Regions from separate parts of the Mus musculus genome. Here regions 2, 3 and 4 are each linked to region 1. Evidence: chromatin contacts called from public Hi-C data. All regions are on one chromosome and are shown on one strand. The core of a region is the stretch at or near the end of the contact, and the rest is flanking DNA. Distances in the headings are between cores, read along the strand shown. Region 1 overlaps Gm34828 (a long non-coding RNA gene). Region 2 has its middle 62 kb from the start of Gm5122. Region 3 overlaps Gm51680 (a long non-coding RNA gene). Region 4 holds the start of 4933433G08Rik (RIKEN cDNA 4933433G08 gene).

Region 1 (7,726 bases), core at 3,672-6,171:
ACAGACAATCAATAGTTGGTACCCATCAAGTAGAGGAACACGAGGCCCCAAGGTTGGATGTGTCCTTAAAGGAGATGTTGAAGTTGACAAAAATGAGATGCAGGGGAAGCCAGAGGCTAAGGATGTGCTTAGTCTACAGCACACAGAGAGCTACAGGGAGAGTGGGCCTCTTGACAAGGGGTTCAGGGGAGCTGTGCTTAATTTTGCATTTAAAGTTTTTATTAGCATATATTAATTATACATACCTCTTGCTTTCGTTTTGACAACTTCGCACATATATATGGTATATTTTGATCATGTCTCTGGTCCCTGCCATCTCTGCTGACTCTTGTCTTTTCCAACTAGTCCCCTCTACTTTCGTTTTTACTTTGTAATGAACCAGTGGATCCAGTTAGGACAACTTACAGGAGAGTAGGCGCCTTGCCAGAGGCTACACCACTGAAGGGAACGTCTTTCCTAGGGAGGCAGAATCCAGTGTGGGGAGGGACAGCAGTGAGTAGAAATGATGCCCACTTCACCTCTTTGTCCTTGGTATATGGGCTGTGGGAGCAAAGCTGGGTTCTCTTGGGTGGGGCAGGGAAGCCAGACACTGGTTAGGACAGAGTTCAGATACACATCTGGAATATGGGCATAGCTGGTGATCATGCCTGGGTGCCTCTCCTCTCCTCTCCTCTCCTCTCCTCTCCTCTCCTCTCCTCTCCTCCCCTCCCCTCCCCTCCCCTCTTCTCTTTTCCCCTCCCCTCCTCTCCCCTTCCCTTTGTGTGTGTGTGTGTTCCTGTACATGTGTGAGTGGAGGCCAGAAGTCAACCTTAAATGTCATTCCTCAGGATGACTTCTGCTTCTTTGAGACAGGGTCTCTCAGTGGGGTGGAGCTTGCTGACTCAGCAAGACTAGTGAGTCCCAGAGATTAATTCACAAGCCTGTGCTACCACACCTGGTTCTGGGAATCGAACTCAGGTCCTCATGCTTGCAAGATAAGTCCTTCCCTGATGGAGTCATATGCCACTCACGCTTCTCTCTGCCTCCTGTCTCTGCAGAGTGACACTTGGCTTCCTTGTTTGCCTCTCTGAACGCCCCCCCCACCACCACCACCACCATGCCCCAGGTTCTACTCTGGACTTCTCTAGCTTACTTAGGCATTCTGAGAGCAGAGATGGCGGCGTTAACCTAGCTAGCTCATGCCAGTGGGGTGTGGCTCAAGATGGTTCACTGGTAACCTCACCCCCACCCTTAATTCTTCATTGAAACGAGATATTGGCTCAATAACAAATGTGCCTGACCACAAGGGCTCCGAGGATAGCGGTTGCCACTGACCGGGTGCTTGCTCCTTGCTGGCTGAGACCTGTATTTATGTCATTTCACACCTTTGCCCTCTCCCCGACAGGATTTTTCCCTTTTAATTTTAGAGATTAAAAACTGAAACTCAGAGATGTTAAGTGACTCAACAAAATTCTCACAGCTTGGGAGCGGCGAAGCTAGGATTAGAACCCAGAAGGCTTTGACTTCAAAGTCTACCTCTTGCCAGGAGTCTTATCTCTGAGAAGTCCATCCCTGACTGGGTACCAGATTGCAGACCAGGACAAATAGACTCCTTGGGTGGTCTCACTGGCAGAGGTGGCTGGGTGGGTTGCTCCCCCCCTCTTTAGCTTCTCTGGCTGGGGCAGGCCTGCATGCACAGCAACGGTCTCCAGGCAGCAATAGGATGAATAACTGATGGTGATTAGCTAAATCATAACATCGCTCATGCCACGCATAAGCGATGAGACAACCGGTGCCAGGCCTCGATGAGCGGCAGCGGGCACCCCCGCGTCGCCGCCATCCTGTCCCCCTTCCCGCCCCCCAGCCTGGAGAAGCCACCGCGGCGCCCGATGCCGCCCTGTGTTATCAGGCACATGAAGTGCCGCTTCAATGAATATAGATTGACCTTATTATAGCAGCCGGCTGCTGGTGCCAGGCGCAGCCAGGCATACTTTGCACAAATTAAAGGTGTCAGCATGTAATTTACGGTTCATGGAGGAGGAGAAGGGCTGGTGGGGGTGGGGGAGGCGCCAAGGTGGGTAGGAAGGAAGGTGGGCTGCGGTGGGGCTGGCACAGGGGCTCTCACACACTAATGACAGGAGGTGCAGCGGAGGTGTCATTTCCATCCCTGGCTTTGCTCATTTTCCCTATTCATCGCTCAAAGGTGGGGCTGCCCCCTCCTCGAAGTCCCCCCCCCCACCTCCGCACCGTGTGCATGTGTGTGTATTTTGCAGCTAAATTACTGGTTTTACCTGAAGAGCGTAAAGTAGGTGTGCTAATTTACGGCTTGGCAGATAAAGCCTCAGTATGGGGAGCTGTCTGGGAGGCCTGTAATACGACATCATTTGACTAACACACCCCAGAGCGACTTGACATCTCAGAGTTGGGCCTGTGATTAAAGTTGTGGCTTTCTTCGCCTCCCTCTCCCTTCTCCGACACGGAGAACAGATTAAACTCTAAGTAATAGATCTCGGGTTTCTTGCCATCCCACTGATATACACAGTACACAGTTTGACACAAAGAGTAAGTTATAGATCACAAACAACAGCCTCTGCCCTTCACCGCCCAGAATTAATTTCCCATTTGCTGAGCTTCCCTGTTCTGCAGGCCCATTTCCTGGTGAGCAGGGCCGGCTCCCCTCCTGCAATGGCAGGGGATACAAATGGATAGGGACACTTAGCTCTGGACAGGTAGCGTGACCCTAGAGGCTTTCAGACAGGATAGCTGAAGGGAAGAAGTGACTTCCTAGTGTCATCTCCTGTGTTTGGGTGGCTGGGTGGGGGTGCTCAGCTGGGGCTTCTGATTGACAGCTCTGGACCCTAGATGTGGATGGGGTCATGCTAAGGGGGAAGAAGGCAGAGGGGCTAGACAATGCCCTGAATGCCCCCAAGTTGCCATGTAAAACTGTCTCCTCCACCCCATCTGGGTCATGCTTAGAGGTCACTGATGCCTTCATTGGTCCCCAGGCTTGGCTAGTGTGGGTACCAGCAGGAGATGGGAGGACAGAGCTCTCTCAGATCTTTTCTGCTTCTCCTGAGTGATACCCCACCCTAGGAAGAACTGCTCCTCAGACGTGGGAGGGGACAGTCCCAGAACCAGCTCCTGTACCCCCTAGGACAACAGCTGGCAGCTGCTCTTTCCCTTTAGCTACCTCATGATCCCTTATGGTTCCTTTAACCCTGTTGGCCTCTGTCACAGCCTCTCTACTCCTACCTCTGCAGCTACACCATCTAGGGGAATTCTCCCTCCCATGGGGACCTGACTGGTACCTGGGGTACCTATTCTTTCCCTACCCTCAAAGACTCTAATGCCCCAGTCCTCTGCCTGAAGGTATGCAGCAAGCAGGAGGCATTCAGATCTCCATGGCAACATGCTGTCTGTTAGGCCATTCTAAGACATACCGCAAAGGACTTTATACATGGAAACCCCATTGTGGGCCCACGTGACACTACCTGGCTAGGCCCAGTAAGTAGCAAAAGTGTAAGGCCTGGAGATGCGGAACCCAGGTCTGAACTTTAGCCTGGCTATAGGCACAATGTCCCCTTCATTGTGTGTGGTTTTATCATTCCTGGTTCTCATGTGTGCATACACATATATACCTAAACACAAGGCATGCATATACACACACACACACACACACACACACACACACACACACACACACACACATAGATACACACACCACACATACATATATGCATACACAAATACATATCTAAACACACAGGCACGCATATATACACACACACATATATATATACACAAACACAACTGCATACACATATGCATACTCACCTATTTTACACACCATGTGCACACATGACTTGTATATCTTGGGGACAGAAGTTGAGGATGATCAGGGAGGAAGGTCCAGAAGTGGCAAGGGCTAAAGATGGCTGATTGGGCCAGGGAAATCAAGAAGGATTTTTTTTTTCTGGAAGAGGCAAACTGGTCCTGAGATGATTAGACTGCCATTAGAACAGACTACATGGGACCACCAGGTTGCATGGCGGTAGGGAAGTGCATTAAACGTACAAACACCAGGGCCTGGAGAGGTGTCTCAGTCAGTAAGGTGTTAGCTATGCCAGCATCAGGACTTGAGTTCTGATCTCCAGCACCCATATAAAAGCTAGGCATGGTGACACATGTCCAAAACCCCAGAGCTGGGGCAAGTGGGGACATAGGTAGGTCCTGGAGCTTGCTGGTCACCTGTCACACCCAGTCGACCGGACGATCTCCAGGTTCAGTGAGAGACCCTGTCTGAATAAAACAAAGTAGACAGTGGGTGAGGAAGACACCTGATGGGCCCAAATGCTTGTCTATGTGTAGACACATGTCTACAAAAGCAAGCTCACACACCTGTCTATACACATCACACACATCACACACACACACACACACACACACACACACACACACACACACACACACACACACTACAGATCAAAGCCTTCTCACAATCTTCCCGAATCAGGCCCGAATTGGGGGTCGCAGCCCTGAGAACCATGTTGTTTTTCTTCCAAGGGCATCTAGACCCCTCCCCTAAGCCCCACTGCACACTGGGAAGGACAGAAATGAAATAACAGAGGCCGAGGGACTTGCTCAGTGTCTCACAGCAATAGTTCTAAAGCCAGGAGAGAACTCTGTTTCTCTGCTCCCAGTACAGTGCTCACTAGGGACAACTACCTACTCACACCCCCACCCCCAGCTTTCCAGAGGACAGAGTAAAAACGAAGCTTCCCTAGAGACCCGGGCTCAGCCTCCTCCCCCACCCTGCAGCCGGTTCTCAAGATGGCAAGTGGGGGGGTGGATGAAGGTGGAGGCAAAGTGAGAACACGCCTGGAATAACACGACATTTAGAAGCATGAGTCACACTGGCACTTGCTGTTTTCTCCTGCTTCCCCCTCTGCACCACACACCCCCAGGCGCTCTGAGCTGTAGGAACACCGAGTCTGGACAGGGCTTTGGGGAACCTGCCTCAGGGCGCCTGCAGGAAAGAGAGGAGATGGCTCTGAGCCTGGCGCTCCGCCTCCTTGCTTTGTAACTGTCTGATACATTGTACTTCTCTGAGCTCAGCCCAGGACCTTCGGCATCAGGCTTTTCTGTTTCCTGGTGCCACCATCTTCCGCTGGTTCTTGACAAGCTCTCTCTTTCCTGCTGTTCTAGAGCTCTACTGCTCTGGCGTAGTCAAGGAGTCTCTCTGGTGCCTGTGATGGCCGGAGAAGGGAGGACCTGGTTGGGTTAGGGGCTGGGCAGGTAGTATGAAATGCTTCAGACTCCTTGTTGCCAGTCTCAGCTCAGGATCAGTCAGCCTGCTGCATGACTAACGGGGGGATGTGGGACAAGGACAGCCAGTGGTCCCTTGGGCCTCCTCAGCTTGTGCCCTTTGTCTTCACTGGAAAAGGTGACTGGATCTTCTTTAGGGTGTGCTGGACATAGGTGCCTGGGTCTTCCACCTGTACTACCTTGAAGTTCCTACATTGATAATGGAAGAGATGTGTGTGTGTGTGTGTGTGTGTGTGTATACAGACCCAGCCAGATCAGGCAAGCCTACTGGATCTCAGGTCCCTGCAGTTCAACAAACAGTCTTGGGCACACAGCAGGTGCCTGGGACAGATGCTGAATGGAGCCTGTGACCCCCTTGGGTCTTCTCAGTAAGCAGAAGGCTAAATTCCCAAAGTGGTACCTTTGGGCAAGGATCCTCTGTGAGCCAGGGCAAGGGATAGGCTAAGGAGCCCTGTCTATGTGTGCCCTCTGGGGTCTTACTGCAGAGTGATCCCCCCAAAAAACAAAAACAAAATCAAACAAACAAACACCCCCAGACACCTGCATTATATGTGACTCTTAACATTGTATTCATTGGGGCTTAGATGTGGGTGGCACACAGTAGGTGTGCAGTTCATCTAGGTGGTGGAGAGAAGTGAATGAGAAAGAAAAATAGTTGTTGGGGCAAGGTGGGCATGTATAGAGAGCCATTTTATAGATGAGGATACAAAGTTTTAGGGACAATGTAACCTTCCCAAGGTACAACCTGCCTGGTCTCCCCGTTGGTGCCTGCCTGTCTGTGTATAGTCCACATAATGGGTAAACAACTTGCTGGACCACAGGAACCCTTAGTGCTCCAAAAGTTTCCCCTCCTCTTCTTCCGCTCTCTCCCCTCCTCCCTCTTCCTCTTCTCCCTCTTCTCCTCCTCCGCCTCCTCTTAGCCTTTGGTTTTATCATGGTATTTTCAGAAGTGCACACAGGATATTTTGGTCATATTATTCTGACTTCACTCACTCTTGACTTCCACCCCAATCTGGCTGATCCCCAATTTCACACAGACCTCTGTCTACTTTCATATACTTTGTTATTGCACTAATATTATCAGTTGTGCATATGCCTGATTATGCAAAGCTGTCAGAGGACAGCTTTGTGAAGCCCATTCTCTCCTTTCATATTTACATCAGTTTCAGGGGTCAACTCTGGTTGCCAGGCTTGGCACACCTTGCCAGCTATGTATGTATTTATGTATGTATGTATGTATGTATGTATGTATGTATGTATGTATGTATGTGTGTATAATATATGTATATACATATATGAATATATATATTTTTTCTGGTTTTCACATATGAAAGAAAATGTATGATGTTGGTCTTTCTGGACCTGATTTGCTTCACTTAATATAATAGTCTTCAGTTTCATTCACTTTTTTACAAATGACATAATTCCATTCTCCTTTATAGCCAAACAATACTTTACTAAATAGAAAATACTCATCAATTTAGTATATACAATTTCCTTACATATCCATCTGTTTACGGGCATCTAGGCTAGTTCCATACCTTGGATACTGTGACCTTTAGGCAATAAATATGGAAGTGCAGATATCTCTGTTAAGTTGATGTTTATTCCTTCATATGCTGTCTTAGTCAGGGTCTCTATTCCTGCACAAACATCATGACCAAGAAGCAAGTTGGGGAGGAAAGGGTTTATTCAGTTTACACTTCCATACTGCTGTTCATCACCAAAGGAAGTCAGGACTGGAACTCAAGCAGGTCAGAAAGCAGGAGCCGATGCAGAGGCCATGGAGGGATGTTCTTTACTGGCTTGCTTCCCCTGGCTTGCTCAGCCTGCTCTCTTATAGAACCCAAGACTACCAGCCCAGAGATGGTCCCACCCACAAGGGGCCTTTTCCCCCTTGATCACTCATTGAGAAAATGCCTTACAGCTGGATCTTTGTGGAAGCATTTCCCCAACTGAAGCTCCTTTCTCTGTGATAACTCCAGCTTGCGTCAAGTTGACACAAAACTAGCCAGTACAGATGCATACCCAGGAAAGGAACAACTGGGTCTTGCTGTCCTTTAAGGAACCTCCATGCTAATATCCACAGTGGCTACACTACTTTATAATCCCACTGCCCAAGCAAGACTTTTCCAGGAGAGATGCGATACACATGTCTATCACCCTGTAAGTGTTACAGCTCTGAGAGGAAAGGAATCCTGGCAGCTGGGAGCCAAGGAATACCCAAAAGTCACACCACAAAACAAAACTCACACCAGAGATTTACTGGGAAAAGGACAACAGGGTGCCTCTGTTCAAGAGAGAAGCAGCAAAGAGCTGAGCAGGAGGCAGGCTATACAGGATTGCTTGAAGCACGGAGTTTCCCAGAGTGGTCTGTTCTTGGGGCAAACTCAGGGATTGGTGGGAATTTGTGGCCTAATCT
Region 2 (7,726 bases), core at 1,570-4,069, 800 kb after region 1:
GCCCTCCTTCCCAGTCCATTTATTTTCTCCAGAGGCAGCAGGTGTTCCTGAGGTGCCTGCCTCAGAGCAGGGCAGGGCGAGCCCAGAGGGCTGTCAAGGGAGCCATGAACACTCCATCACTTGAACACGACATTACGGGAATGGTCAGAGCCTGAGCGATGGTTACCTTGAGACCGCAGTAACTTACGTGCCCTGAGAAATCATTTTCCTGGAAGATGCATTTTAGGCAGAGTGGAGGCCCAGGTGACCGTTATATCATCTGGCCCCAGGTTCCTCTGGATTTACACATGCTGCCTTCCCACAACAGAAAGAAATCTAATTACCAGTAGAATAACTTACAGGTAAGGAGACTTCCAGTGTGGGCTCAGGCTGGCTGTAAATCCTCACAGCTGGGCCCTCGGGACATAAGCAGGTGCTCAGTTAAAGAGGAAGTACCCCACCCTGCACAGGCCCAGCCTAGGCAGCAGTATCCACCCCCCCCCCCCGCCTCCCGAACAGACCCAGTTCGGGATGTGGTACCCCACCCTGTATAGACCTAGGCAGAAGGGCAAACAAGCTCCTTAGAATCTTTGCCTTTTCTGGGCTTAGATTGTGGGAAGAACAGTAGCAGAGTCAGCCTGCCTTGAATATCCACTCCTCTACTGACTGCCTCACACTGACCATTGTTCCTCAGTTTCTCCATCCGGAGTCCTTGCTCATCAGCATCAATCCATATCCCAGAGGCACAACTTCAAGTACAATCCCCCACTTTTCACAACGAGGAGCCTGCCGAGTAGGAATGTGTGTCCTTGTCCATGAAAGAAGCTTGGTGGATATGGCCACAGGGGCACTAGCAGGAAGCTGCAGTGCTTACTCTATGCCATTGATCTGAACTCCATCAAGTCTGCACCCATGTCTGTGAGCACAGCAGTTGGGCCATCTGCTGTTCTGAGAGATGTGACACGGAGTATCCTAGGGAGGCTCCCAGGACCTCACTCTCCCGTGGTTGCCATGTGGCCTCCTCTCTAGTGATAACCCTTCCTTATGGAGTAAGTTATATCCTGGCCAACATAGCTGCCAGGTTTGGAATCACAAGCTTAGATGGCTGTGCGTGAAGAAGCCAGGGAGCAAGCCTGCCCCAGCAGGAGGCAGGCAGGCAGGAGGCAGGCAGGAGGCAGGCAGGAGGCAGGCAGGAGGCAGGCAGGAGGCAGGCAGGCGCTGTATTTGCGCATGAGTCCCAAAGCAAGCTTTCACCTCCCAGCTTCCAGCTTCGGCTTGACACGAATAGGTCTAACACAACTAAAAGGGACGAACAAAGCTGTCATTTTTATAAGGCTGAAAGTCTTAATATCAAAGATAAATTTACTTACAACTGGGTGTTCAGGTGGTCCATTGACCAGCTATCAAATACTGCATAAGTAACAGAATAGAGAGTATTTACATTATATTTTTATATTGATTTCATGAAAATGTTTGCCTTCGTTGTGGTAAAATCTTTAAGTGTGCATGTGTGTGTGTGTTTGTGTGTGTGTGTGTGTGTGTATGCAATGTGTGGGCACATGTTTGTGTGTGCATGTGTATGTACTTGTGCATACAGTAGCCACAGGTCAGCAGTGGCTATCTTCCTCAGCTGTTCTTAGTTTTTCTGCTGAGTCAGGGTCTCTCACAGGTTAAGGCTGACTGGCCATGGAGCCCCTGGGATCGCCTGTCTCTGCCTCCCAGTTCAAGAAGTGCAGAACGTAGGCCAGCTTCCCTGGCTTTTTATGTGGATGCTGAGGGTCCACACTCAGGTCTTCTTGCTCTCATGGCAAGAACTTTAACCACAAGCCATCTCTCCAGCCCAATGTTCATCTTCACCAAACTTTATTCTGCTGGCAGTACTTCTCTAAGGATTAATAGATAAAATGTGACTGTAACTGCAATGGAATAAACTATGGTGTGGTTCGATTTCTAAAACATGATACTTTGAGAGTTGAAAACTACAATTTTTTTTTCAAATATGATTTCAGTCAGTTATCCACTCTCCCAAATTTTCCTAATTGCTAAAAAACTAAGCAGAAAATTAAACATGACAATTAATGAATACAAATTATTTTTATTTTGTATGTGTGCAAGAGGAGGGGGTCCAGGAGAGCCATAGTGTGTGCCTGGGGCCAGAGGACAAAGCGTAGCCGTCAGTTCTCTCCTCTACCACGTGGGTACTGGGCTTGAACTCAGGTCCCCCGGCTTGGCAGCAAGTGCCTTTACCCACTGAGCCCTCTCACTGATCCAATAGCAAAAAGAAAAAGAAAAAGAAAAAGAAAGCAGCCATTTCTGCAGCTTTTGGATTGACTTATTTTTAACTTTCATTTTTTACTGAAACATATCCTCATACAATACATTCTGATCACACTTTTCCTAAATCCTCCCAGATCCTCCCACCTCCTGACCTACCAAGCTCCGCGCCATTTCTTTCTCTCTTTAAAACAAATAACTCCCCCCACAAAAACCTACAAGAAACACACACATACAAAACCCACGGTGTTGAACAGAATACAAAAAGTGCCCAAGCAAAGCAAAATGAGACCAAAAAAAAAAAAAAAAAAAAAAAGTCTGCAAAAATATCATTGAGTCTGTATTGTGTTGCGTATCCTGCTGGGCATGGGGCTTGTCCTGAAATGTGGGTAACATACCAAGTGAGAGCCCGTTGATGAAAACGTAGCAATGACTGTTAGCCCTTGTCCACGTCCCCTCTCAGCACTGGGGCCCATCTGGCTTGAACCCATCTAGGCCCTATGCAGGCTGCCCCAGTCTTAGTGGGTCATGTGTGCATCAGTCTGGCTGTGTTTGGATGACTGTTTCCTCTCTGGCTCTACAACTTTTTTGCTTCCTCTTCTGCTTAGCTCCCTAAGCCCTGGGAGAGAGGGTGATGAAGTCATTTCATCTAGGACAGATGTTCCAAGGTCTCTGACTCTCTCCACATTGTCCAGTTGTGAGTCTCTGCGTTAGTTCTTATCTTCTACAGGCAGAAGTCTCTCTGTTGATGGCTGAATGAAGCATGGATGTATGGACACAACAGAATGTCATTAGGGGTCATTTTATGGCAGTTTTCCTTTAGCAGAATAATGGTGTTTGGTTTTCCCTACATCTCTAGACTATTCAGCCTCAGTTCTTGGCCACCCATGCAATGTCAAGCACAGATTCTGTGGTAGTTTGAATATGCTTGCCCCAGGGAGTGGCACTATTAGGAATTATGGCCTTGTTGGAGTAGGTATGGCCTTGTTGGAGGAAGTGTGTCATTGTGGGGGGTGGTCTTTGAGACCCTCCTCCCAGCTGCCTGGAAGTTAGTGGCCTTTGGGCCAAGATGTGGACCTCTCAGCTACTTCTCCAGCACCATGTCTGCCTGCATGCTGCCATGCCTCCTACTACAATGATAATGGACTAAACCTTAGAAACTGTAAGCAACACCCAATTAAATGTTTGCCTTTGTAAGAGTTGCCTTAGTCTTGGTGTCTCTTCACAGCAATAGAACCCTAACTAAGACAGGTTCCATTTCATGAAGCGGGCCCTAAATACAATCAGTTGTCCTTCCCATGTCCTCCTTCCCTCTCCCTTCCATCTCCTTCCCCATTTAGCCCTCCTGCTCTAATCTTCCTATTTCTACATAGCTATATATTCTATTTCCTCTTTCTTGAGAGATCCACCTGCCTCACCCACCAACCCACCTACTCTAGTCCCTTACCAATACTTAATTTCTGTGATTATGTGAATTATAACATGCATATTGACACTGAAAGCTAACATCCACATATAAGATAGCACAAATCTTAACCAAAGGTGCTTTTCCTAATCATTGCAAATTCTCAAATTACTATCATATATTAAAGACTTGGATACAAATAAGGGAACTCACAATTCTAACACTTGATGCCCATCTCATCGACGATAGGACATATCACATCCACCACCGCTTGAGCTTTGCAGATAGATGGACATTTGAGAGCAATACAAATTGTTCCCTGTTGTGATATTTGCTGCAGTGTGGGCTGGTACTGTGAAAACCATGTTAATTCTTATCTCCGGAGCCAGAAACCGGAACATGAAGAGAAACAAGAAAATGAATGTTTGGCACAACTGGGAAGCAATAATTTGCTATACAAGAATCTATTGCGCTCAAGCTGAGAAGAAGGGCGTGACAGGTTAATTAATTCGCCTTTCCTCTTATCTGCTCAAACGCTCTCAGGAGCAGTGTCTGTCCCTGCTGCTGTCAGAGGTGCATGGTCCCCAGTCATCACACGGTTACATTGGGTCTTCTAAGACCCAGGGCCAGGTGCAGAGGGTGTGAAGAAAGCTTTCCCTGAACCTGGCTGCTCAGAGCCACTGGAGCTTGTTCTGAGAGACAGATGGAGCTAGGCCTGTCCTGAGCAGCTCATCACAACTGGCAGAGGCCCTTGTATGATGTGTGCGTGCATGTGAGTGTGGTATGTGTGTGTGTGTGTGTGTGTGTGTGTGTGATGTGTGTTTGTGCATGTATGTGTATATGTGTGTATTTGTGTTGTGTGTGTGTATATATGTGTGTGTGTGTGTGTGTGTGTGTGTGTGTGTGTGTGTGTGTATGTGTGTATGTGTTTCAGGCCTATGCAACTACACCACTATAGACCTATAGACACCCGAGAGACTGAAGCAGGAGGATTTTGAGTTCAAGTCTTGTTTGGGCTATAAAGTTCAAGACCATTGTGAGAAACTGAGACCTTACCTCAAAATAAAAAGTAACAAGAAGGCTGGGCGCAGTGTAGAATGCACCAGGCATACGGCTCTAGTTTAACCCGCAGAACTGGGAAAACAAACACAAATTCCCACGAGACATGTATGAACATCCTCAAGCTCTCACATGCACAGAAGCACATTATGTATGACATCCTAATCTTTATCTTTTTACTATGAAGTGGGGCACAGTCATTCACTTCTGTAACTCTGTTGCTCAGGAAGTCAAGACAGGAGGACTGCCAGACATTGAGGGCTAGCTTAGGCTACTTACTAAGTTCCAGATATGTCAGAGGTACAAAACAAGACTCCATCTTAAACAAAACAAAACACAAAGTCTGGGAATGTAGCTTAGTATACATGACTTGCTTATCCACGTGCAAGGCCCTAGTACAGCACACACACACACACACACACACACACACACACCTGAATAATGGTAATGTGACCTTTCCAATTATGGACACATGTCAGATGGAGTTCTCAAATATGAAATTTCTACCCCAAACATTATAATTGAATTCCCATTGAAGCCATGGTCATCTCCGATCCACTGACATTACGCTCAATATTTTTTTATACCTTGCTGCTCAGAAGCCACTCATTTTGCCATGTCTATAAATTAATTTTTGAGGGTGTCAATCAACTTTCTTTACTCCAGATTTCATTATTTAAATTTTAGGCAAATAACATTGTTTCAATGTGCTTGTCTTTGTAGGCTTGTCTCATCTGGTACTCACCTTCTATCTATGGGAGAAGTCTAAATGTTTCCATTAAAATAAGATTACATGCACTAGAGTCTGAGACAGATGAAAAGGGATCCATTGAATGAGATGGTGGCACAGTGATGTGACGGTAGTCATCCACTAGTAGCCACATGACCTGCCATCCAAACTCAACTTGCTAAGTTCTAAGGGAAATCAGAGCCATGGGGGTGTCTACACCCAGGAACAGGATGCTAACATTTCCTCCTGGAAGAGCAGTGCACATGGACCTAACATGGAATCCCTTAATGCCGAGGCCACAGAGAATGCATGCAGGGGCATCTTGAGACACAAACAAGGGATCAGTATTTTGAGATAACATGTGTGCAGCAAATTTAAAATGCTTCCTGAGGGTCCCAGGTCTGTGTCCTAGTTGGTAGAATGCTTGTCTAGCATTCTCAATGCCCCGAGTTTGAGTCTCAGCACAGCCTGAACTGTGTGTGGAGTAAGCCTGTAATCCCAGAGGGAAGAGGTAGACAGGAAGACCAGAGTTCAAGGTCATCATCATCTACAAAGAAAGTGCAGGATAGCTTGGGCTGGCTTTTTATAATGTGTACTTCCTAGACTCTGGACTACAAGCAGGCCAAGTGCTTCCAGAAGCTGAATACAAACCAATGAGCATCTCAGTGGCATTGCCAAGTTATCATCCTCCACTATTTTTCAAGAAATGGGCCCCGACTTTAAAATAGTAAGTGAACAATAGAAACCAGAACACCATAGGGTCTACTCAGCTCTGTATTTCATCCCACCCCCCAAACATCCATGATACCCAACACTCGGAATCTGCAACTGCTCCTTCACCATGTATTCTGATTTTCTTTTCCTTGCTGTGAGAAAACACTGACCACAGGCAACTCAGGAGAAGAAAAGATCGATTTGGCTTATAGTTCCAGGTGACAGCCATCATTAAAGGGACGCAGGGGAGGAACTGACGTAGGAACTTGAAGCAGAAACCACGGAGGAACATTGCCTTCAGGCTTACTCATCAGCTCATGCTCAGCTAGATCCTTACATGGTCCGAGACCACCTGCATAGAGAATGGTGCCACCCACAGTGGGCGGGGCTTCCTACACTAATTAACAATAAAGACACCCCTCCCCTCCAGGCATGTGCTGCTGGCCAATCTGATCTGAGCAATGCCTCAGCTGAAATGCCCTCTTGGGTGGCTCTAGGTTGTGTCCAGTTAAAGTGAGCGAGGGCACACTGCAAAGGGACCTTGGCAAATGTGATGACGTTAAGGACACTCCCCCCCCACACACACACAAGTAATCACAAGTCCCTATAGAGGGGTACAGGGGTCAGCAGAGGGGGATTTGATTACATAGAGAAGATAGACCAAGTGAACCCAGAGCTAAGAACTGCAGCCATGGGAAGCTGGAAGAGCCAGGGTAGCCAATGCTCCCCAAGAGCCTCGTAAGGAAGCACCCAGTAGACACCTTAGAAAACTCAGCCCACACTTCTAGACTCAGGACTATGAGATACCAAGTTTCAGGTGCCTTGGAGTTCATCTTGCAGCCACCACAGGAAACTAACACAGCTACCGATGTGGGCAGAGGTCAAGAGATCCGCACAAGCTGTGGGGGCAGTGCCAAGTGCCCTGGAAAGCTTCGGGGCTTTGAGCTGAGGCCTCCTAAATGCAAACAGCTTGGGAACTATGGATGCGGCCTGACCGTGTGGAATGTATTAAAGACACAGAGGCCAGAGACAGGGAACTCTGCCAAGCACTTCTCGAAGCAGCTCAGGCGTGCAGGAGTAAGAGCCAGGCCCTCGGGATTAGCAGTGGAAAGGGGAGAAAGGACCCGCACAAAAGAAATTTCAAAGGCAAAATTGATGGGGCTTAGTGAAAGACTGAAGCCAGCAGATGAGGGGGAGATTCCTTCCAGCTGTGAGAACAGCACTGGCAGCAGGGAGGAAACTGGGTGATGCACAGGCATTTGTAAGTGTTTTTAACAATACCCGGAACATCTAGCCCAACTCAGAGCCGTGGTTTGCACTGCTCCAAGAGTCTAGGAGATAGCCAGTGGATGGCCATTTTGCAAAGCTGTAGGAAAAGCACCGTTGCCAGGGCTCCCGCTGATAAATAATGAAAGAATTTTCTCCAATCCAACCTCCTGATCTCTCCTTGCCTAAGGGCTGCAGAAACCTAGATTTTTAATGTGGGATTAGGAGGGAATCGGGTAGAGAGAAGCACGGCATTGGAAAGGCAAAGGAAAGGAGAAGACGCTTGCTGGGATTAAATA
Region 3 (7,726 bases), core at 2,377-4,876, 730 kb after region 1:
TCTATCAACTTCTTACAAGTTGTGATGATCACTGGAGTGGTTTGTGGGGAAGGTGTATACCGTTACAGTCCACTGTGAGTGGATCCTTTTAACTACAGTATAACATGAGTGGGTAGAGTGTGAATGCCCTGGAATCTCATCCAAAGACCATAAAGCAATCAGGAGGAGGCAAGCACCACAAGAGAAAGACTAAAGCTACATCAATGGGACTTAGTACTTAACATGGAAGTTCCTGGGGAAAGAAAGCTTCTCGATTCGCTCTTGGCTTTGTGGATTGTGAGACCACAGTGAGATTCAGAATGCTGGAGGAAGAAGGTTACAGCTTTGGTTTTCAGTGTAGTGTATCTGAGGTGACACTGAGACGTTACTCAGATGTTAAGCAGACACAGGGCTCAGACAGACATGGGGCTTAGAGGAAGGTGGGCCATCATCTATGTCAAAGGGTTAGCTGAAGGCCAAGGAGCAGGTAGACTCTGTTGAGAAAGAAGGATCTATACTCCGAGGAACTCCCAAAGGCCAGGGCCAAGTAAAAGAGGAAGAGGACATCGCTAAGGAGCCAGAGAGGCAATCGGAAAGAAGCTAGGCAAGCCACGTGTTCTCGAGCTCAGAGGATGTTAAAGATGAAGAGGTAGATTCTCCACACAAGATTGAGGAAGTTGGAGAGCGAGGTACTCATAAAGCCAGTGGCCCAGAGAGATGCTTCAGCAAGAATTGTTCTGGAAGACTAGCCAAGCTGGAAGCCATCTTCATCAAAAATGTCATCAGACTGAGGAGATGGCCAGGTGAGTGTTTGCTGTATAAACATGAGGACCCGGGTTCAAGCTCCTGGTACCCACCTAAAGAGTGAAGCACGTTCACCCGTGCCCATTTGTGAAGGGCAGAGACAGGAGGATGGCTCGCAACTTGCTAGTTGCCAGCAAAGCTCCAGGTTCAGTAAGAGACCTTGCCTTGAGAGACTGAGAGGGAGAGTGATAGAAGACACCCCTGCAGCCCCTACATGAATGCATGGATGCATGTATCCACAAACACATGTGGGCACACACATCAAGTCACATTACAAAGAAATATTCTCATCCCTCGCCTTTGCTAACACCCGTGCGTTTCACCTCCCAGGCACTTGGGAAACTGCAGTTCCTCCTCCCATTTGTTTTGAGATAGGTGACTCATTGTGAAGAATGGGTTGCAAGCAGAATCAATGGAAGCCACTCACAATAGGCTGAGCACTTAATTGCAGAGCCCGTCTGAGTTCCCCCTTCTGGTGAGTGACTGCCCCCTCGGCCTCAGTCCTCGTGAGCACGAGGGGCAGAGCCTCCTCACTGTGTCTCTTGGACATTCTGCCGCAGTGTCCCACCCTGAGCCCAGTCATCTGTCTACAGACACTCTCTATAGTAGCTTTACCCCCGAAAGAGGAAGGACCTCACATCTCAGAAAGGTTTGTGGAATACCTATGAGTTGCCCTCCTCTTCTGGGTGTCCCTGAACAACATCAGCTGAGATGGTTCGCAGACACGGATGGAGTGGTGACAGGCACGGTTATGAAGCTATGAAAGCAAGAGGCAGCAAGAAGAAAGAACACTGGCGAGCCTGCTGGAGATATTCTTCCTCTGGCCAGACGAGGAGTCAGTGTTTGCTCGCTATCGAGCTCTTTATCAGCCCATCTCTTGATTCTGTCCATACCATTTCTACTTATTGACTCTAGGATGTTGGTCATGATACCGTGCTGCCTTGAACCTGTGATCCAAGCTCTGCTCTCCTGTTTAAAATTACCCCATGGCCTCAAATTCTAAAGCAAAATCAGAACGTGTGATATACAGGCTTCTAGTTCCAATGCCCATAGAGGCATCACCAGTTAACCACAGCACTCTTTCCTATGAGACTATATGCGCCCCAGAACCCTGTGTCACCATGATTGTCATTGTCATTATCACCACCATTGTCACCATCATTATCATCATCACCATCATTGTCACTATCACTATCAATCATCATCACCATCGTGGTCATTATCATCTTCATCACCACCATTGTCACCATCATTATCATCGTCACCATCATTGTCACTATCACTATCAATCATCATCACCATCATCGTCATTATCATCTTCATCACCACCATTGTCACCATCATTATCATCGTCACCATCATTGTCATTATCATTGTTGTCACCATCATCTTAGACTTTTTAAAAATTATTTTGAGGTTTATTTTATTGTGCGTGTATGAATGTTTGTCTGCATGTATGCATATGCACCATGGCTGTGGCTAGTGCCCCTAGAAGCCAGAAGCAGTCTTCGGATCCCCTGAGACTGGGGTTATGGATAATGGTGGGTGCTTGTCTTAGTGTTTCATTGCTGTGAAGAGACACCATGGCCACAGCAAGTCTTGTAAAGGAAGACTCCGGAATTGGGGCTGGCTTAGAGTTTCAGAGGTTTAGTCCATTATCGTCATGGTGGGAAGCATGGCAGTGTGCAGGCAGACACGGTGCTGCAGGCAGCAAGGAGAGACTATGTGCCACACAGCATAGTGTGAGCATATAAGCCCTCAAAGCTCATCTCCACAGGAACATACTTTCTACAAAAGCTCACACCTACCCCAACAAGGCCACGCTTCCTGATAGTGACACTCCCTATGACCAAGCACTCAAACACATGAGTCCATAGAGGCCATTCCTATTCAAACCACCACAGTGTTGGAACTGAACCCGAGTCCTTGACCAAGCACCAATTCATTGCAGTTATTTTCACCATCAAGTACTTTTGCTTTACCATCCTAAGTGTCTTCGGACCCAAGCCCCTGACCGTGTTACAGTTACATTGAATTCGTCATTCCCCACATGGTTCTCTGCACCCTCTGGCACCTGCTGCTCCCTCCACCCCATCCCTCTTCCCACTCAGATTCCACCCTTGCCGGCCTTAGAGACATTGCCTAGATGCCCAGTCTATGGCTATCCATGCAACCCTGGGTCCCAGTGCCGATTTATGGTGGATGTCATGCTGAGATGGTACCCGTGAATGACCCAACAGAGATGGGGTCCCAGTTCCCTGAGAGCAGAGACATATCTCTCCACACACGTGTACACACCACACTAGCAGTGCCTGTGCCTGCACACATACACAGACACACATGGACAGATTCACCTTCCTGTCTCTGGAGCAGAAGGACACTTGGTTCTGCCTTCAGGAAGGGCCATCAGACACCCGCAGACAGACTTTCCCCTGTGTGTGTGTGGCTCCAAACCTAGGCTGTGTTTCTGAAGCAGAAAGTGAGAAGAAACTACCCTTGTGATTGGGAGCCCTCAGGCCACGGCCACTGTGTGTCATCTAAAGGAGAACTGAAACTCAGAGTCCCAAATAGAGAAAAGAGAAGCAACGCGGCCAAGCCTGCCCATCCCCTCAGCACAGCAAAGTAAATCCAGTGGTTTGCTCCTTTTTTTTTTTTTTTTTTTTTTTTTCTGCTGTGCTAGCTGTAGGGCTGTAGGATGAGCAAGCCAGAAAGTTCACTGGGGTAATCCCAACACAGGTCACTGGCCTCTGTCTGGTGACTTCAACAGGATCTCATAACTACTCCCCAACCCCTGGCATCCCTCTCCTGGCCTTTGCTTCCCTCTGCTAGGTCCAAGTCAAAACAGTTCCCCTACTAGAGGCCTGGCCCAGCCAGCCCATCACCAGAGCATAGGGCACAGGCCAGAACCAGAGCTTGCGACATGATTCACTTTGTCTGTGGACAGATTGATGCAACTGTGGGTGAGAAGTCGTTCTTCAAATGGAAAAAAAAAAAAACCTGGCTACAATGCAGGGAAAGGTGGGGCTGGGGCTGTATCGGAGCTGCAGGGGCAAAGCTCCACAGTCTCCCCCCACCCCCCCACCCCCTACACACCCCCATCCCAGGCTTGGGCTTTCAAAAGCAACCCTGCTGAGGAGTGTGTATCTTCTACCTAGAAAGATACATTGGGTGAAGAAGGAAAAAGCTCTTGGGTAAAGGGCCCCAGCAGAATGGAGCTCTCTCCCTGGGCAGCCAGCATGTGGCTACACATGATTCTGTTTTTAAATTAGCGCATAATGTGTTAGAAGCCAGTAGGATATCTTCTAACAAAGTGTGAGTCCCTTCCCCTCCCAACCACACTAGCAGTTCCTCTTCCTCCCTTGTGGCTGCCTCTGATCTCTTTCCCCTTTCAAGCGCCAAGTGTCCTGACCCCCGTCCTTTCTCATTACCTAATATTACTTCTCTTGGCCGTCTCTCTAGACTTTTAGATTTTACCCATGCGAATGCCTGTGCATATGTTCACATATGAAGGAAAATGTGTTTTCTGTCTAAGTTTGGGTTTAGCATTGTTTAGCGTTATACTTCCCAGATCCATCCATTTTCCTGAAAATTCTGTGACATCATTTTTCTTCACCACTGCATACTATTTCATCATGTATATGTGCCAGATCCCCATTATCCACTCATCGGTTGATGGACGCATAGGCTGGTCACGTTTCCCTGTTATTGTGAACATAGCAATGGTATGCACATAGGCATGCACACGAGTGTGCAAATGTCTCTGTGGTAGGATATGGAGTGCTTTGGAGTCTAGGAATGCTAGAGCCAGGACACATGATTGTTTTATTTTTAATGTCTGGGGTTTTTTTTTGTTTTTTGAGAAAACTCCAAACTGGTTTGCACAATGGTTGTGCTGACTTGCACTCCTGCCAAGAGTAATGAAGGACCCTTCCCTTCCTCTCCAACCTTTGGGGTCAGATTTCTTAATGGTATCCCTTCTGACTGATGTGAGCAGGTGTCTCAAAGAAGGGCTTTTTTCTTTCAAGATTTTTTTTTGTTTGTTTGTTTGTTTGTATGAGTATTTTGCCTGCATGGATGTATATGTACCACATGGGTGCAGTGCCCGTGGAGGCCAGAAGAGGGCGTTGGATCCCCTGAAACTGGAGCTGTACTCCATTGTGAACTGCCGTCTGGGTGCTGGGAACTGAGCCCAGGTCCTCTACCAGAACAGCAAGTACTCCTAAAGTAGTTTTAACTTGCCTTTCCCTGGTAACGAGGGATGTTGAACACTTTTTAAAACACTAATTGGCTATTTGGCACAGTGTCTTGTAGGAGGCTAGACAACCCTGAGCTTATGCTGAGCGCTCTCTGAGTGCTCTTCTCGTACCTGAGCTGAGCACTGTGGGGTCGTGGTGCTCACTACCCTGCCCTAACGGCAGCTATGCCCACAGAGAAGAATTCCCAGGGCGCAGCAGCCACCCAGGGAATGCACTGAGCTACCCCAGAAACCCCAGCAGTCCAACAGCATGTGTGCTTTGGCCTGACTTAGGAGCACACCTGCACTGGTGTTCTTCATTCAGGAGAGCTAGCTCTTACCTGCCCACAGGCACTGAGCCATCCCACTGGAGACGCGACCCCAAGCCAGTGAAGCCTGCTCTCTGTGTTATGCCCTCTCTTCCAAAACCCACACCCGCACACCCACAGCTAAAAGACCAGATAATGATTCTCATGGCAACTCCCGTCATGTGCTCTTCTCCAGTCTTCCTATCCCATGCCTGTTCGCACCATGGAGCAGTCTGACAAGGGCTGGGCTGCCCCTACAGAAGTCACCCTGCCTGCCGGCCATTCTGAGCTCCAGAAGCCTCACATATCTCCACGCTGTTCGACACACCCATTCCATGCGTGAAGGTACAGGAGGTCACCTGACCTACTAAGGATATTCACCGAGGCAGGCTTGAAACTAAGACCCAAGTCTCTTCCCAAACCCAACCCAGAGTCTCTGCCAGGTACCAATCACCTACCCAATTTCTTCCACAAGCTCATCTGAAGTAAAGGGCTGGAGATGAACCTTCCAGAAGGGAAAAAGGAACATGCGAAGATAGAGAAGAACCAGCCACTCTCTGGATCTGCAGGTCACAGAATCCACAGGAAAACACTCCACTGTCTCTCTTGTTCAGCCTGGAGGCCCCAGGATTGCAAAAAAAAAAAAAATCAGTTTAGCCACTGACGTGCAAGCCTGACCCCTAGTGACCATAACCTCAAATTGCATGCCCCACCAAGTGGGCCTGTGAGGTCCAGAGGATTGGCACTCATTTGGCCAGCAGAGACCTCAGGATGGTGCCCCGCCTCCTCACATTCCAGGTCAAGTGACCTTACAAACCTAGACAGCCGGGTCTCACTAGTCAACCCCCCCAGATGCTGCCACTGAACCCAGATTCCTTACTTAGGACACTGTCTCTCCCCACCTGCCCTAAAACCCTTAGAGTCTGGGTCATGAGAGGGCAGGGAAGGCACCAGAATGTGGTCTCCAGGACAGCCCATGTACAACAAGTGAATTATTTCATAGTTTTTTTTTTTTTAATGGAGGAGGAGTGAGGAAAGGAGGGAGAATACCAATATGAGAGAATTTGCTAAAGTGTGAGGCTCTAGGGTCAATCTCCAGTACTGAAAAATGTATTTAAAATAAATACATCTATGCAAAATTCAATATCTTATTTAAATAAACAAACATATTTAAAATTAAATCCCTTTAGAAGAGCTCTCCACCGTTGCTCCCAACAGCATGTAAAGAGCAGACTCCTGAGCTCAGGGATGCATGGGTGTGAAGGGGTAGACTGGGCATGAGATTTTAGTAAGGACCGGGGCAAGGTATGCACTTGCATTTGAACTTCAGAAAAACCATGAACATGACACTTGGAACACACACATTCTAAGGAAGGCTTTATCTTCTATCTAAAATTTAGGCCCAAAAGTTCACCCCTATTTTATCTGGCAACCCTAAACTAGGTAGCACTGGGAGAGGAGAGAATGGTATATAGGGGTTCCTAGAGTGACCTGAAGTCCAGTCGGTGACATAGAAGACAAAGAGGAGGGGAATGAAGAGGGAGGCCCAGACTTCGGGAAGATGGGAGCCACTGCAGGCTTGCACGGGAGATAGCCTGCTGGTGTGTCTTTTCTTGTGGATGATTCTGATGAGAGCAGAGAGAACTGAGATTGGGGCACCCCAGATGCCTAAGGAGGGCAGGCAGGATGTGAGTGTGAGGGAGAGCCGCTTGCCCAGAGAGCATCTTGATGGGTGTGGTAATGTGTTCTGGATACAGTCTGCAGTAGAGTTGGTTGAGGTTCTGTCTTCAAATGCTGCTCTCTTGAAGCTCATGTCTTCTCGCCTCAGTCCGACCTCTCTCCTTGTGTGCTCTCACACCATTGTCTTCTGACTACAACTAGAAGGAGCAGAAGGAAACAGCTGGATTCATCTTCACTCACTCAGGGTCCCTAGGACACCCAGCCACCATCCCTCCATCACCACCAGCAGCCAGAGAGAAGCCCTTCCCTTCCAGCCAATCAGATGCCAACCAGGAAGGGTCCACCTTCCAGCCTTCTGTAGGCAAAGGTCCCAGTGGAGGCTGAAATCCACTGTGGACAGCTGGGGACCCAGGGCCCTCCCTCCAGCTGCACCCCAAGACATCCCTGTCTCTTGGAAGACAGACAGCTCGGTTTCTACTCTCACTCAGTGGTTGACAAACCGGTCAGGATCAGAAGCGGAAGGAGAAGAGGAGCCTGGAGCAGCACCAGGAATGTGTCCCAGTCTCCACTTGGTGAGTTGGCTCCTCTGAGTGTTCATCTCCAAAGGATCTGTCCATGATGCTTTGCTCTCATACAGGAAGACGTTCAGAGAGTAGCTTCTCGGCTCATCACTTGACGTCTGTCTGCAGCTCTTCTGCCTGTCCTGCTTTCCTCCTAGAGC
Region 4 (7,726 bases), core at 1,410-3,909, 650 kb after region 1:
GAATAAATCTATGCCATAGAATGTTCAGGAATAAAAAAGACTAAACTCCTAGTAAATGAAACTGCGACTGATGACTCTCAAAAGATCATGCTGGGCAAAATTCATTTATGAGAAAACACATACTTTATTGGTTTTTATACGTTGAAGTTTAGACAGACCAAATTCTGTCATATGGTATCAGTCACTGTTTCTCTTTGTGCTGATAAAATGTCTGGGAGAAGCAGGAAGGGTTGACTCTGGATCACAGTTTGAGGGTACACACGGTTCACCATGGAGGGTAGACATGGCGGCAGGCATGTGAGGCAGCTGGGCACAGAGAGAGACGAGGGCTGCTGCCCAGCTTGCTGTCTCCCTTCTCCTTCAGGCTGGACCCCAGCCGGGGGCATGGTGGCATAATGTGTGCCCTTGCCGCCTCAATTAACTTAATCCAGAAACTCCCTCAAAGACATGCCCAGAGCCTGCTTCCAGAGTCGAGCTAAGCCATGTCAAGCTGACGATGAAGATCAGTTGTCACAGTCTGAGTTGGTGGCTTTCCGGGTTTGGAAGTAGAGTGGGATTAACAGCAAAGGGTCACAAGGAAATTTTTCAGGGAGAGAAATGCTCTGCTGTGGGTGGTTATAGTAACAGTAGTTTGTTTTGTGTGTGTGTGTGTGTGTGTGTGTGTGTGTGTGTGTGTGTGTATTTAACAGTGGTGATATGTACACAGTCAGGAGTCAACAACATTTGAAATGTGTGAATTTTACGAATGGAAAGTACACTTCAATACTTCAATAATTTGGTTAACAATAAAGGGCTGATGTCATGGCCAAAGGGGCTTCCCACAAAGCCTGAGGACTGTCTATCTGACCCACAGGATAGAAACTGAGTAGCAATTCTTGGGAGTTGTCTTTTGACTTTCACCCAGAAGAGGTGTGTGTGTGTGTGTGTGTGTGTGTGTGTGTGTGTGTGTGTGTGTGTGTTTGTGTGTGTGTGTGTGTGTGAGAGAGAGAGAGAGAGAGAGAGAGAGAGAGAGAGAGAGACATAAAATAAATCTAAAAAAAAAAGTATAGTCAAGCTGGGCAGTGGTGGCGCATGCCTTTAATCCCAGCACTCGGGAGGCAGAGGCAGACGGATTTCTGAGTTCAAGGCCAGCCTGGTCTACAAAGTGAGTTCCAGGACAGCCAGAGCTACACAGAGAAACCCTGTCTCGAAAAACCAAACCAAACCAAACCAAACCAAAAAAAAAAATATATAGTTGAAACAAAATTTACTATTCAGACACTCAATTTTCAGCTCAAAGTTCAGAAAGGCAACATCACAGTTAGTGACCATTACAAAATCAAATGTTTATGTGTATGATGGGCATGGGTGTTTTGCCCAAATGTGTGTCTGTGCACTGTGTAGGTACCTAGTGTCTGAGGCCAGAAGAGGGCATCAAATCCTTTGGAACTGAGACTAGAGATGGGTATGAGCAGCTGGGGATAGAATCTGGGATCCTGGAAGAGCACTCAGCTCTCTTAACTGCAGAGCCACCTCTTCCAGCACCTGGTGGCCATTTTTTAAAAAGTGACCACAAAATAAATCCCCATCAGCAAGCAAGATTCACTTACATGCACCCACACGAGATGAGAGCCAGTTATTAATAAGATTAATTTATATGTACCCACATGAAATGAGAGCCAGCTATTAATAAGCTAACTTGTGTGCATCTTAATATTATTTCTGTGAAAAAAGCACATATGTTCTTAAATGCAGTCAATAAATAAATCAAGAAAGTACACAGATGCATCCACTGAGGACTTCCCTGGGAAGGAACTGGTGCCGCAAAGTGGGGGGACACCACAAGAACTTTAATCTCATGCTTTCTTCACGCTATCTTATCTTTTTATGAGTGTGATTTAGTTTTGGAATTAAAAGTTTCAAAAACAAAATCAGCTCATCCCACTCCTTTGTTCCGAGCCATTCTCTGAGTCATCTCTGCTCACGAGAGCATGGTTCTTAGTTTGGCAGGCAGAGCGCTCCGTGCTCCACTTTAGTTCAGCAGCCTGCTCAGTCTCTATGGGGGCACTGTTTCCACGGGGGTCTCCTGGTTCATTCTCACAGCCTCCTGTGAAGTGAGCCCAGAGGCCTACCTGCCGCTGCAGCCCTAGTGCCAGACGCAGAGTCTGGCCCGTGGTGAGTGCCCCAGCATCAATAGCAGAGTTACCAGAACACCTCACATCACTTTCTATTGCCAACCTCAGATTCTGAGTAATCTCACCTTTCGGATCCACCCTGTGAGGGCACAACCATCAAATGAGGAAGTGGGAAGAGAGAACGAGATGCAAGGATGATAGAGACAACAGCCCTACCCTTGTGGCTGTGGAAGCTGAAGGTCTTAATTATGGGAAATAGAGCTTCCTAACCAGGCCACGTCTCCTGGGCATCTGCCGAGCACGACATGGCTAGAGAGGGTCACACCAGGATGACCTGGGGCCTGTGTGGCCAGGCTTTCCTGTTTGCTCTGACATTCTCCCTTGTCCTGCATTTCTAAAGACCCCCTGTGAGGCCTCTAGCCACTAAGATCTCTGGATATTAGCCACAGGCTTCTCTTCTTTCCTCCTTAAATACAATTCCAGAATCTTCTTTGTCCCTATTCCAAATTCTATTGCCAAATCTAGAATCTGGGAGAACAGCACTCAATCCAAGGGCATCTTTGCTTAAACAGAGTGACTTTCCCATGGCAGTGAGCAGAAATTTCTGCGTGTCTGTCCATTCTCTTGTTTTCTCCATGGATACAAGGTGTAACTGACTAACTGACCACAGCAGCTCACAGTGCTAACCACTGAGCAACAGCATTTGATGAGCTGAGTTGTGTGGCTAGCTTGCTACCACCAGGCCCCAAGTCCTGAGCCCCAAAGGAAAGGGAAAAGGTAAATGCTTTCCATATACATCCTCCCTCAGTTGAAAGGCTGAGAGCGCCCAGACCACAATTGGAGTGATGGCCTTAGCCCAATACAGACAGAAGATCCCCAGCTAGGGCCTATGTCTTGAGCTGCACTGGCTGACTGCTGCTTCTAGGCGACTCTTCTCACTACTTCAGACCATACTCCTGGGAATACTAAGGAAGAAGGATTGTGGGAATGTCACAGAGATGTACAGACAGAGGCGGGAGTAAGGTTTCAAGACCTAATAATTTATGGACATAGAAATCTAGATGCTCGGGAGGAAGACATTTAATAAATCCATCCCCGTCAATACTATACAAGACCGGATTAGAAGCTGTCCCTCCAGAGAAGTATGGGGCAGGGACCACCTGGGGGCTTGATTGCTAGGGATCAAATGAAGAAAGTCTCAGGCACGAGGCACACCAGGGCCAGGTGGGGAGCCTGGGAAAATGACCAAGAACGGGACATCAGGACTAGAACATGTTAGTAACAGGAAACAACTCGGTCTTTTCAGATAACACTGCGACAGACAGAAGAACACAGCGGAAGTTAACAAGTGCCTCTTCCAGCACAGTATCTCCCTCTGAAGCTTCCCACCCCTTCAGAGGACAACTGTGCAGAAGCCCACAGTGGGCCTCTGTAACAGCCAGTCCCAGTGCCTAGGTAAACCAAGCACCAGGCTGAGCATGCCTGGGCACCTTCTTGTCATGTCTTATTTACCATGAGCAGTGAAACAAGGGCTCTTGCCATTCCTACCTGTTGGGTGTGAAACAGAACCCACAATGTTGAACGACTTACCCAAGGTCACACGGCCAGCCAGAGAGGAGGTGCTAACTCAGATGCATTCAGGTGTGTTGGAGAGACACGCTCCCCACGTGATCATGTCTGAAAGGTGAAAGGCCCTGGTAGGAATCAAGAAGATGACAGTATAAACGTGCAGATTGGCAGCCTAGACAGGCTTGAGGGACATCTAACCCAGCAAGGTCATGAATGTTAGCATTGTAAGGTCAAGACAGAGCATGGTTGCTTATATTCTCACATCAGCTCTTTTGAAAAGGGACTAAAAAGTTCAGAAAGGTATGGGTTGAGGTAGGGGATTCGTTGCCAGTGATTCTCAGGCCCGTTCCACATTAGGCTATATAGTTGTCACTTTGGGGGTTAGAGACAAAAGTGGCACGTAATCAGAGGCTGTGGAAGATGCTGAGGACTCCAGAGGTTGGCATGGAGGCAGGTGGACTCTCCATTTGCAGAGGAGATGAGCTCTGCCTCTAATGCATCTTTGCAACATCAATGCATCCCTGAAAGTGTTCCAACTCAATCCAGGATGTTCCCTCTGGCTCCCTGAAGTCATGCCTGCTGTCCCCACATTGAAACACGTAGCTTACATAGACAGCGCCGTTACCTCCCACCTCTGAACACAGTTGGAACCGCTCACAAAAGACTTGCCAAAGACATGGGTTGACCTGTTCCTAAGATACAGGGTACAAAGGCAGCTGTCTATGCAAGTTCACAAATGGCTCCCAAGGGGTCTTGGCTGGACTTAGGGCCCTACATCTGACTGGTGGTTGAACATGACACACATTTACAACATGGAGGGAGATGGCAGGACATCACACTCTCAACACTGTGACAAGGCAGTGTCAGAGTTCGGGCACGGCCTCAGTATTCACACAAAACCCAACTTGCACTTGGAACAGACAAGAGCTTCTCATCCTTGCGAACAGCCCCGTTCTCCCAGACCTCCCTTCCCAGTTTCTTAAAGACTAGTCTCCATGCCAACTTAAATATTGCATTTGGTTGGGAGAGAAGAAACCGCGAGCCCAGAATGGAAGTCAAATTATTCCACAAATATTGCTTATTTAAATAACATTTTTAAAAATACATCATGTTCAGTGGTGAAGAACTACTAAATTATTGAATTCCCCGAAGCATCCTACAGGCTTTCAAGTGGCTCATGAAGCCCTATAAAAGAACGTGATAAATAGTCAAAAAGGAACGCTGGGCTCCACGTCAGGATGCCTGGATGAGCCAACGTAAAACATCTTCATGTAAGCTTTCCACTTAAACCGGCGATTAAACAGATTAAACAGATGATTAAACAAATAAAGATTAATGAAACAAGTAAAGTAATCAAATCTGTATGGATGTATAAACGAACGATTCCCAACAATATTAGAACAAATTGTCTAAAACTAATAGGGAAATGCGTCAGCCCGGTCCCAACAGCTTTTGTTGGGCTCGCGCTTGGATGTAATCAAAACATTTGTTTAAACTAAGATGGATATGAGGCGCTAAGATGTCAGTTTCTTGAAAGAGAAAAATAAAACAAAAGCAACGCCTTTGGTGAGGAGATTGGCACCAGCGACAGGCCTGCATTGCTGAGGGATCTGTGAACGGAGCAGGGAGGGAGGGCTCTGTCTGCTTTTGAAAATAGGCTGTGCGCAAATAATTAGTACCAGCAGGCCGGAAGAAGCCAGAGGTAGCTCGATGCTTAAGAATTTGAGAGGAAGAGAAAAACTGTTCAGATGTCCAGTCCTTTAGAAAGCCCTGTTTAATCATCAGCCATTGATACGCTAATTAAAATGTGGGCTTAACCCCGCCTTTTCCCTGAGAGCAGGGCTATTCTCCCAGTACTCTGAGAGAGAATAACTTGGGGTTTCTTAACAAGGATGGCCTATTCATGTATTTTTCATTAATTAAAATGAGTGAGTTGCTTTAGGTTTTGTTTTTGTGAGTTTTCTTTTTTTTCCTGCTTTGGATAGATGCTGCCTGACTATGGAGTTTCCACTGACAACTCGCTCGCTAATTCCTTGCATGGGAAAACTACATCTTTGCTGTTCGTAAGTGTGGTCCTTTGAGCCAGCAGCATCCAGCAAGTCACAGAGGCCCATTAAAGATGCAGATCCTCTGGCCCTGCCCCAGGACTGCGGCTTCATGGTTTTTCTCAAGGAATGTCTGAGAGGGACTGAATTGCATGTCCAAGCCACAGAGATTCAGTGGGTAAAGAGACGAAAGTGTCTTTTCCTTTAAGGTGAAACTATGTAAAGAATACTTTTGGGGGTGGGGTTGGGGGAAACAGTGGTGGAGGCACTTGGAAGAAGGGCCAGTCAGGGGAGCTGCTGTCAAGTGTCCGATGGGGCCAATGGCTTCTCCTTGGCAAGTGGAGCTGCCACCTGCTCTGGCTGGGCATATGGGCCATGTGTGTAGATGGGGCAAGCAAGAGAAATGAGATTTTCTCAGCAGAAGGTGTGAGTCATGAGTTGGAAGGCAGGGGGTCTCAGTCAGTAAAGTGCTGGTCTTGCAACCATGAGAATGGAAGTTTGATCCCCAGCGCCTGTGCATAAGAATAAGAATGAGCCTCAGCTGCCAGGTTTAGTGGCACAGGCCTTTCATCTCAGCATGGAAGAGGCAGATGCATTTCTGTGACTTTGGGGTCAGCCTTGGCTGCATAATGAGTTCTAGGCCAGCCAGGGCTACATAGTGACACTCAGTCAAAAACACCAACAATAACCAACAACAAGACCCCCGGAACATGTTTGTAACCCCATACTGGGGAGTCAGAAACTGGTATTTCCCTGGGGCTCACTACCAGCCAGGGTAGCCTTATTAACAATACATAGCAAGGAGAGAACCTATGTCTAAACTAAAGGTGGATGGCTCTTGAGGAATGATACCAGAAGTTGTCCTCTGGACTCTCTACTCACATACACATGCACCATTACATTCATGTGCGCGCACACACACACACACACACACACACACACACACACACGCAAGAGCATGCAAGCATCCACATGTACGCACACATAATGTGAGTTATTTCCTCTTTGTTATTGAAAACTCTACTGGACACCTCTCGGAACCCACAAGCTGCCGCTGCTTCAGAGAAGCTGGGTTGTGGTGGTCCACAGCCCTCAGGATTCACTCTCTCCATCGTCCTCCCTCCTGCTTCTCTCTCAGCCCCTATTTCATGCCATCTCTGCAATCCAGATGCCTCTCTATGTACAAATCACAGAAGCCAGCTCACCCCAAACACCCCCAAACCTCTATCTACTTAGAGACATAGTCTCTGAGGCCAAATACTGAGTCTAAGTGGGAACACCAAGGGCAGCTCTGTTGGAATAGTGGCCACCCAGTATAGTCACTGATAGAGACCATGCCAGGTAGCCATGTTTATATAGAACTTGTACATGGTAGGAGTGTGTGTGTGTGTGTGTGTGTGTGTGTGTGTGTGTGTGTGTGCTCGTGCACACTGGCCTGAGTGTGATGCATGAAGAAGATGAAAACTTACTAAAAGCACAGAAATATCATTGCTGGAGAGATGGCTCTGTAGAAAAGAGCCTGTACTGCTCTTCCAGAAGACCCAAGTTCGGTTCCCATCATTCACGTCAGGCATCTTGAAACTGCCTATAACTAAGACTCCTGATGCTTCCTTCTGGACTCTGTAGTCATCTTACAATTGTGTGCAACACCCCCTTCCCCCCCCCACAAATAATTAAATATTTTTATATTACTTTTAATAGCTTTATATTCTTTTTAATACAGAGGTCTAGTGGTTAGGGAGACGGTTCCATTGTTTAAGTGTTTTCCATGAACATATGAGGACCTGAGTTCAGATTCCCGATGCCCTATAAAAAATATCACAGCACATGCCTATCGTCCCAGTGCTGGGTGCAGAGATGAGAGTCTCCCTGGGGTTTGTCCAGCCAGTGTGGACAAATCATCGAAAGACCCTGCCTCAAAGACTTTAGATGGAGAGATAAAAGAATACATTAAACATCAACTTCCATACATCATACACATATAAATATTTGTGCACA

The links. Hi-C and Micro-C count contacts between places; a contact is called where the count stands out from the background.
Region 2: a Hi-C map of bone marrow-derived macrophages shows a contact between it and region 1, with 11 read pairs. The contact joins two enhancer-like sites. A contact is called at or near these places in 1 of 15 datasets of contacts at CTCF or cohesin (large pre-B cells), 2 of 484 Hi-C or Micro-C datasets (the G1E-ER4 cell line and bone marrow-derived macrophages) and 1 of 115 datasets of contacts at active chromatin or transcription factors (embryonic basal ganglia).
Region 3: a Hi-C map of bone marrow-derived macrophages shows a contact between it and region 1, with 14 read pairs. The contact joins two enhancer-like sites. A contact is called at or near these places in 1 of 15 datasets of contacts at CTCF or cohesin (pro-B cells), 2 of 484 Hi-C or Micro-C datasets (bone marrow-derived macrophages and nephron progenitors), 2 of 115 datasets of contacts at active chromatin or transcription factors (Th17 cells and large pre-B cells) and 1 of 9 other capture datasets (embryonic stem cells).
Region 4: a contact with region 1 is called in a Hi-C map of cortical neurons, with 4 times the contacts expected there. The contact joins the promoter of 4933433G08Rik here to the enhancer-like site in region 1. A contact is called at or near these places in 1 of 484 Hi-C or Micro-C datasets (cortical neurons), 3 of 115 datasets of contacts at active chromatin or transcription factors (astrocytes, embryonic basal ganglia and embryonic stem cells) and 1 of 9 other capture datasets (embryonic stem cells).

Annotation. Positions count from the first base shown.
Region 1 is chr9:61,751,171-61,758,896 of GRCm38.p6, reverse strand. The region is part of intron 6 of Gm34828 (a long non-coding RNA gene); the gene reads left to right. Among named protein-coding and RNA genes, the nearest start is that of Gm34828, 67 kb to the left of the region's middle. Within about 2 kb of position 4,921, at least 70 of the 459 cell types and tissues checked have an H3K27ac peak or open chromatin away from gene starts, as enhancers often do. A contact at or near this core is called in Th17 cells, bone marrow-derived macrophages and cortical neurons, where this site is marked.
Region 2 is chr9:60,950,949-60,958,674 of GRCm38.p6, reverse strand. No RefSeq gene overlaps it. Among named protein-coding and RNA genes, the nearest start is that of Gm5122, 62 kb to the left of the region's middle. Within about 2 kb of position 2,819, at least 1 of the 459 cell types and tissues checked has an H3K27ac peak or open chromatin away from gene starts, as enhancers often do. A contact at or near this core is called in bone marrow-derived macrophages, where this site is marked.
Region 3 is chr9:61,018,416-61,026,141 of GRCm38.p6, reverse strand. All of the region lies in intron 1 of Gm51680 (a long non-coding RNA gene), which reads left to right. Gm5122 (predicted gene 5122) reads right to left here. Exons shown (of 3, transcript NR_040767.1): 2 at 7,552-7,726; 3 at 6,345-7,202. Among named protein-coding and RNA genes, the nearest start is that of Gm5122, 5.2 kb to the right of the region's middle. Within about 2 kb of position 3,626, at least 83 of the 459 cell types and tissues checked have an H3K27ac peak or open chromatin away from gene starts, as enhancers often do. A contact at or near this core is called in Th17 cells and bone marrow-derived macrophages, where this site is marked.
Region 4 is chr9:61,100,319-61,108,044 of GRCm38.p6, reverse strand. It overlaps 4933433G08Rik (RIKEN cDNA 4933433G08 gene), which reads left to right and starts at 2,659. Exons shown (of 2, transcript NR_105026.1): 1 at 2,659-2,891; 2 at 3,421-5,033. The region is part of intron 2 of Gm34004 (a long non-coding RNA gene); the gene reads right to left.